Linked DNA regions of Sus scrofa: region 1 is linked to region 2. Evidence: chromatin contacts called from public HiChIP or PLAC-seq data. All regions are on one chromosome and are shown on one strand. The core of a region is the stretch at or near the end of the contact, and the rest is flanking DNA. Distances in the headings are between cores, read along the strand shown. Region 1 holds the start of DEGS1 (delta 4-desaturase, sphingolipid 1). Region 2 holds the start of WDR64 (WD repeat-containing protein 64).

Region 1 (3,764 bases), core at 455-2,954, 720 kb before region 2:
GATTTTCTGAATATTAAACAGCTAAGTTCCAGTATCCAGGAGTTGGTGAGGGTGGATACCAGATTACTCTTATGCAGTGTGATCAGGCATAGATAAAAAATGAACCTTATGCTATCTCTTATGTGTAAGTGATGTGCAAAATACATGCTTTAATTAAAAGTAAAAAGAAGGAAGGCATCCAAGAACCAGTCTCTTAATAGGCTACCCTTGATAGCAACTATAAAGGCTCGACTCCCAATTTACTGACTCAATTTTTAAAAATCCATTTCAATGGGATCTACTAACTCCTTTTTGTGAATACATGAACTTTCCACCCTTAGATACCCCAGAAAAAAAAATCAGGGGCTCGCTTTTTCTTTTCACTGCACAAATGGAGAAGAAAAACTAGGGGAATACTGTGTATGAGAAAGAGTTCCTCCTATTCAACTTGCCACCCACTACTCTCCTGATTTTTGAAACAACAGCCAAGAGGTTAAAAGCATCTGCTTTGGACGCAATCTAACCCACATCAGAATTCCCTCTAACATTTACTTATTCGCCCTTACCTCATCTTTGAAATAGGGAGAATCCTCCTCATTGGGAGGATTAAATTGGGTAATGTTTGTAAAGCACTCAACACAATGCCTACCATATCATTAAAAGTACCCTGGGAGAAAGGAGAGAATTCTCTGTGCAGTACAGAAGCTGCAAATAGCTGAGCGCCTTACACCTCTAGAGGCCTAGTTAACCTGATGTAAAGGCCCTAAGTTAGCAGTTAGGGGTCGAGAAGGCTAATCTTGGCAAGTCTTCCATACTTCAGACTTTCATCTACAGAACTGGGATGGATGAAAAAATATATATGAAACTGCCCTTTTTGCACCCCTTCTTGCTGTGAGGATGAGAGCGGCCTGATCATAGCAGGACCCAGATCCTGGAACGCTCACCGCGGGGTCACACCAGTCGGGTACCACCCGACCCCTCCCCGGGCCCAAGACCGCAAGCAGCTCTTGCCAGGATCGCCTGTCCGCGTCTTGCCAACGTCAGCGCGCCCAGCGCGTGGGCCCCAAGATGCTGGCGGGCCACGCCCTGCCTGGCGCAAGCTCGCTGGCTGGCTTCGGCCAGGCCGGGTCGGCAGAGGTGGAGGAGGGTGAGGAGGGAGAGGAAACGGCACCCACCAGCGGCATAGGAATCAAGGCGCTCGGGGGACCCGGCTCTAAGCAAACCCAGGTCGGGACCGGACGCCCGCGCTCGAGGGCGCGCCTGAGCTCTCCGCCGAAGGGCCGGGGACGCGCGGGGCTCCTTCCCTCCCGCCCCGGGCCCGAGCCCGAGCCCGAGCCCGAGCCCGGGAGCTCGGGCCTGAGCCTACCCTGGCCTTTCCCGCGCCGCGGCGCGGCCAACCTGCCCGGGCGGCGGCTGGACGCGGCAGGAGCCGGCTCTTAACGGGCCTCGGGCGTTCAGGGGCTGCTCACGGAGGGCGCGTCCTGGAGGCGGGAGGCCGCGCGCGCGCACATAACGGGGCGCAGGCCCAGACCTCACCCAGGATCTCCTGGCGCCGACTGGCGTGGGGCTGGTCAGTGTAGACCCACTCGAAGTCTTCCCGCGCAACTCGGTTCCCCATGGCGGCGACGGAGGCGGCGGCGGCTCGCGAGCCTGCTCCCCGCTCTCGATCTCCGAGGTGAAGGCGAAAGCGGCGACGGCAGCGGCGGCAGCTCCCGACTCGTGTCAGCCGGCGGAGGGCGGAGCCACGGAGGAGAAGGAGGCCGGGGCGGAGTCCAGAGGCCCCGCCCCCGCCCCACGCCCCCAGGGGGAGCGCGGCGGGGCGGGCGAAGCCCACGCAGAGTGTTCCTGCGAGTCCCGGTTCCCTGCGGCCTATCCTGCCAGGTGCCGGTGCCCGAGCCCGGGGAAAAGGTGAAAAAGGTCTTAAGTTACAGATTGCGCTTTAACGCCTCCGGGGAAGGCCGGAGCTCCATCACGAGGATCCTTGGTCATTAATGAATGGCATCTAGCCCAAGTTTTGTTTATTTTTGGCCGCCTACTGGAAATAATACCTCACGGGGAAAAATGCGGAGTGTGTGGCTATTAAAAGCTAATAAAGAGAAAGGAAATCACTGCTGTTGAGAGTGAAAAATGAGGAGGAATTTGTTTCGCCTGAATTATTCTATTGCTCTTACAAGGTGATTGCTCAACCTTACATCTGTCACAGAAGCGGTCCGAACCACCACCTCTTCCTGAAGGAGGGGACGTTTTGTTTCAAAATAAGTTACCACTTCTCCATTAAAAAAGAAACTTTGACTAAGATGACAAAAAGGACGATAACCAACAGAGTGTGCCGCAGAGTAAGCGAACGGCACGAACCCGCAAGCCCCGAGATACAACTGTAATGAGTAGAAAATGGAACAGAGGAGAATGTTATGCTACACCACAGCTATGGAATCGCAAGACCTTAAATATGGGACAACGTACTGGGTACTTTAATAAGTAAAATGCAAAAGAAACAAGGAAAAGAGGAAATTGCAATGTATTGGTTTTTCGTTCTTGTTTTTGTTTTTTTGCCTCTGTCAGTGGAAGTTACCCGGCCAGGGTTGGAACCCGCACCACAGCTGTAACCAGAGTCACAGCAGTGACCATCCTGGACCGCTGAGCCACGAGGGAACACCTATTGATCTTATTTAGATTGTGATTCAAATTGTCAAGTTTTTTTGTTTTGTTTTGGGTTTCGGTTTTTTTTTTTTTTTTTTTTTTTTTTTTTTTGTCCTTTTGCCTTTTCTAGGGCCGCTCCCACAACATATGGAGGTTCCCAGGCTAGGGGTCTAATCCGAGCTGTAGCCACCGGCCTTCACCACAGCCACAGCAATGCCAGATCCAAGCTGCATTTTCAACTTACACCACAGCTCACAGCAACGCTGGATCCTTAACCCACTGAGCAAGGCCAGGGATCAAACCTGCAACCTCATGGTTCCTAGTCAGACTCGTTAACCACTGCACCACGACGGGAACGCCATGATATATTCTTTTGAGGAAGATTTCCTTTCCTCAATGTTATGTTTTTGAGATCTGTGCCTGTTGATGCTTGTGTCAATAATTTATTCCTTTTTATTGCTAACAGTATTTTTACATCTCAAGCTGCCAGACTTATTTATCCCATCACCAAGTGATAGATGTGTGGATTTTTTCTAGTTTTGAGCTACTTATTATAAATAAATCTGCTATGAATTGTCACGGACATATCTTTGCATTAACATATGTTCCCATTTATTTTAGGGGAAATACCTAAAAGAAGGCCGGTAGAATGATATACAGAAAGCTCTCACGGAGATGCCTCCTGGCTCCCTGGGGAAAAGATGTCTGTGTGTTGATGAGGTGGGTGTGATCACCTCCGTGGCTGGAAGACCACCGATGGGTGGACAACACAGTCACGCTTCAGGTGGGTTCAAAAAAATAAGAAAGATAGAGTGAAAGAGAGAGAGAAAAACAGAAAGACTCAAGACCATTGTATAAATGAAGGAATAACTGTTGGAAAATTAAGAAAAAATCCATAGTTGCGTATATACACACCTGTCTTCATAATTACAAAAGTGCAGGCATATATAAAAAGGGACAAATGATGGCCTGACATGACGGCTGGGGAGCTGAGTGAATGGAGTGCATTGGAGTAGACTGGCCTCAGGGCTCTGAAACTCTTTGAAAGATAGCCCACTTGGGAGGGAAGTTCTTGGTATTGCAAGAAAGTGGAGGAAGAGAATCCACCCAGCATGCTGCCCAGGGCCATTGCAGGCCCCCACCCT
Region 2 (4,132 bases), core at 192-2,691:
GCTCGGATCCCACGTTGCTGTGGCTCTGGCGTAGGCCGGTGGCTGCAGCTCCGATTAGACCCCTAGCCTGGGAACCTCCATGTGCCGCGGGAGCGGCCCAAAAAATAGCAAAAAGACAAAAAAATAAAAAAATAAAAAATTTCAATTAACGATCAAGTTCTAGTTTAATGAAATCTACTGGCTGCATAGCTAATTATCTGTCCATTTCAGTAGGGGTTCTCTGAGCCATTTTTGCAATCTCGCCTTATATTTTGGTGTGGTGGAACCTATAAGGAGGAAAATATAGTAAAAATAGCTTATAGAGCACAATTTGCATTCTGAGGACCTGAATAAAACTATTTCACTTCCTAGAAAGCAAAGGTTTACAACTGATAATGAGCATTTTAAAAAAAAATTTACACATTGTTGCTATGTCAGATTTCTACCTCTCATTTTAGCAAAATAATATATGAATTAAATCACTTCTCATCACCCTCTCCAAGTTTCACAAATACTACCACTTTTTTTCTTGAAGTTCTTGACTTCACCCTCTCGTTTCTTTCCTCAAAGTGTCAAAACCACTGTCTCGGGCCCTACTGAATTAAATCAGGAGGTGAAAGCAGACAAGTGAGATGAGCTCCCGAGCAGGTGATTGAGGAGCTGCGGCAGCAGGCTGGGGTCTGGGTGGGCGAGGGGCCTGGGAGCACGGGGAGGGGCGGAGATCAGCGAGCGAGGAGGACCGGTGGAGGGAGTGAGGTCTGGGAGCGGATGAAGTGAGGCGGGGAGGCCGGAGGAAGAGATGTCGAGGCGGGGGAGGCGAGGTCAGGAGAGCACAGCCTCTAGGTCGGGGCGCAGAAGGAGGCGGTCTCCGCCGGCACTCACCCTACAGGCTGCTGATGAAGCCGTCTCACGCACCATCCGCGCCGCCCCTCTGTGGGGCGCGAAAGCCACCGCGGCCGCGAGAACGGAAGGCAGCAGGTGGCGGAGGCTAACGATGAGCAGGGGGCGCCCGGCGAAGCGGGGCTGCGGAGCCGCTGGAATTTGAAGTAGAGGACGAGCAGCAGCAGGATGCTTCCGGCGCAGCAGTGCCCCGCACCCGTAGTCGCCCCGATAGGCGGCGTGAGGGCCCCACGGCGCCCTCGCCGCCCCGCCACCTCTCTGGGTGTGCACGCCAGGCGCCGGCGCGCACCGCTCTGGTTGGGGCTCTGCGCGGGGCTCTGCGCACTCAGAGGTCCCCGTCGCCCCTTTCTGCCCCTGCGCAGACCGCTGACGCCGCTCGTAACCCCGCCCCTTCCCGCCCTGTAGCCCCGCCCCTACCCCCTCCCTACCGTAACCCCGCCCTTTCCCTCCCTGTAGCCCCGCCCCTACGCCCCTCCCAGCCGTAACCCCGCCCCCTAGCGCCCTGTAGCCCCGCCCCGGAGCACCTCCCAACCTTAACCCCTCCCCTGCTCGCTGTCCAAGCTGCTTCCTGATTCGCCGGGTCCTCTCCCCACGCCCTGAGGTCCCCAGTAACCCGCCACCGCCGGCACAGTCCGTGGGGGCCTGGAGGCAAAGCATCGCCGGGGGCTCCTCTCTCCGCAGCCCTCCTCACCCAGCTGGAAGGGCTCTCCTCTTTCCCCACTCACTCCCTCATTAAGGACCATTTATGGCAGGATCCTTTGGCTTCTCCCTCTCCGGGAAGCTGTTACTACCCGCTCGCGTACTGCACACTTGAGGTAAGCCCCGGCTGCACCCCAGGCCTGCTCATTTTGCCCTTGCTGTCCTCCATGCAGGGGCGCTGTGGCGACTGAGGCGGCGCCCTCGAGCTCCAGCCCACATCTCGCAGTTGCAGAGAGGTGGGTGCTATACCTGGGGCAGCACCTCTGGCCTTTTACCCAGTGAAAATAGAGGGCAAGGCAAGCATAGGTCCCGGAACTGACCGTAGTCTTTGCGGGGTGCACAGTCCTGAGCTGGTCCTACAGGCTGTCCTGGGCGCCGCTGGCCAGCACTGTGCCTGTGCAAGGGCGAAGGAACTGCCCTCCACGAGGGAGTGTGTCTCCCACCTCCATTAGAAGATCCCTAGAAAATTGCTAGCTTCACTGAACCCCGGTTTTGTGGGCCTTGGAGATATAATCTAATTGTCAAGACAAGGTTACTTCCTATCATGGTGCATGGAGCAATAGCTGGTGATTTTTTCTTAAGGCTTCCGATCTGGACTTGTCCTCTAGGGGACTCACCCACCCAGTCCTTTTAAAAACTCTAATTTTATATTTTAGATTTATACAACCATTTAACAAGCTCTGTGCCTAATATCCGTTGTGTTTACAACATGTGCCTAGTCTACAGTAAGGTCTTAATAAATAGTAGTTTGATGCATGCTTAAATGAAGAGGGACTCTGTGTTTTTTCCCAAGGTATTCATTCATTCTTTCATTGGTGCTGAGTTCCTGTCCTCATAAAGCTTATGTTCCAGTCGTGTTGGGAGAACAGATGATAATCAAATATGTAGTGTTGTGAAATGTGCCATAAAGAAAATAAGACAGGAGCTCCTGTTGTGGCTCAACAGGATGCAGCCACTGTGACTGCAGTGGCTCAAAAAACATGGATTTATCGTATGATCCAGCCATTCTGCTTCTAGATATATAGCCAAAAGAATTAATTGAAAGCAGGGGCTGGAACATGATTTTGTCCACCAGTGTTCATAGTAGTAGTATTCCCAATAGCCAAACGGTGGAAATAAACCAAATGTCCATCCACAGAAAAATGGATACACAAAATGCGATATGTACATACAATGAATATTATTCCATCATAAAAAGAAATGAAATTCTAATACGTGCTGCAACATAGATAAATCTTGAAAACATTATGCTAAGTGAAATAAGCCAGACACAAAAGGACAAATATATGATTCCGCTTCTGTGAGGGACTGAGAATAGGCAAATTCTTAATGACAGAATGTAGAATAGTTCAGGGCTGCGGGGAGGGCGGGATGGGGAGTTAGCGGTTCACGGGTACAGAGCTTCAGTTCGGGAGGTTGTCAAAGTTCTGGAAATGAAGAGCGGGGATGGTAGCACAGGTAGATAGTTGATTATGCCACTGAACTGCTCACTTAAAATGACTGAGATGATAAATTTTATGTTCTGCATATTTTGCCACAATAAAAAGCATTTTCAGATTGTGCCTGCATCTCATTCTGTTAAAGTAGGAGAAGCGTGCAGATGTAACCAGTTTACTGAGTGAGCTGGACTCGGTAGGTGCAAGTGAAATGAACTTGATCTCCAATATCTTTTTCCAGCTGTTCTTCAGTGCCCTTGGTTGACATCTTAGTTCTCAAAGCCTTTCTGGTCACTGTTAAGGCATATAAATTCCACAGCGTTGTAATATTGAAATGTAAAAACTCATGGAAAACACCTGTTAACCGTCCAAAACGGAGCCTGCTGTGGCCTGGAGAACCTCTGGGGGGTAAGGGAGGGGGATGAGTGTGGAGGGAACAGCACACACAGCTCTTCCCATTTCCCTACCATTACCTTTATTTTATTTTATTTATTACTCAATGAATTTATCACATCTGTAGTTGTACAATGATCATCACAATCCAATTTCACAGGATTTCCATCCCACAGCCCAAGCACATCCCCTCACCCCCTAAACTGTCTCCTCCGGAGACCATAAGTTTTTCAAAGTCTGAGTCAGCATCTGTTCTGCAAAGAAGTTCCGTCTGTCCTTTTTTCAGATTCCACATGTCAGTGAAAGCATTTGATGTTGGTGTCTCATTGTATGGCTGACTTCATTTAGCATGATAGTTTCTAGGTCCATCCATGTTGCAAAAAATGCTGGTATTTCGTTCTTTTTAATGGCTGAGTAATTTTGTTCTTTTTAATGGCTGAGTAATATTCCACTGCATATATGTACCACCTCTTCTTGATCCACTCCTCTGTCGACGGACATTTAGGTTGTTTCCATGTCTTGGCTATTGAAAATTGTGCTGCAATGAACATTGGAGTACATGTGTCTTTGCCAGTTGTGGTTTTCTCTGGATAGATGCCCAGGAGTGGGATTGCTGGATCAAATGGTAGTTCTACGTTTAGTTTTCTGAGGCATCTCCATACTGTTTTCCACAGTGGTTGCACCAATTTACAATCCCACCAACAGTGTACTAGGGTTCCTTTTTC

Evidence for each region. HiChIP or PLAC-seq counts read pairs in DNA pulled down with a chosen protein or histone mark.
Region 1: an H3K27ac HiChIP or PLAC-seq map of skeletal muscle shows a contact between it and region 2, with 5 times the contacts expected there. The contact joins the promoter of DEGS1 here to the promoter of WDR64 in region 2. A contact is called at or near these places in 2 of 5 promoter capture datasets (fetal liver and liver) and 1 of 2 datasets of contacts at active chromatin or transcription factors (skeletal muscle).

Annotation. Positions count from the first base shown.
Region 1 is chr10:12,555,705-12,559,468 of Sscrofa11.1, reverse strand. DEGS1 (delta 4-desaturase, sphingolipid 1) reads right to left here and starts at 1,704. Exons shown (of 3, transcript NM_001244121.1): 1 at 1,516-1,704. The coding sequence starts at 1,597. LOC110255640 (a long non-coding RNA gene) reads left to right here and starts at 1,804. Exons shown (of 3, transcript XR_002336219.1): 1 at 1,804-1,887; 2 at 3,241-3,764.
Region 2 is chr10:11,832,596-11,836,727 of Sscrofa11.1, reverse strand. It overlaps WDR64 (WD repeat-containing protein 64), which reads left to right and starts at 1,441. Exons shown (of 28, transcript XM_021064368.1): 1 at 1,441-1,694. CHML (rab proteins geranylgeranyltransferase component A 2) reads right to left here and starts at 1,256. Exons shown (of 2, transcript XM_021064370.1): 1 at 862-1,256.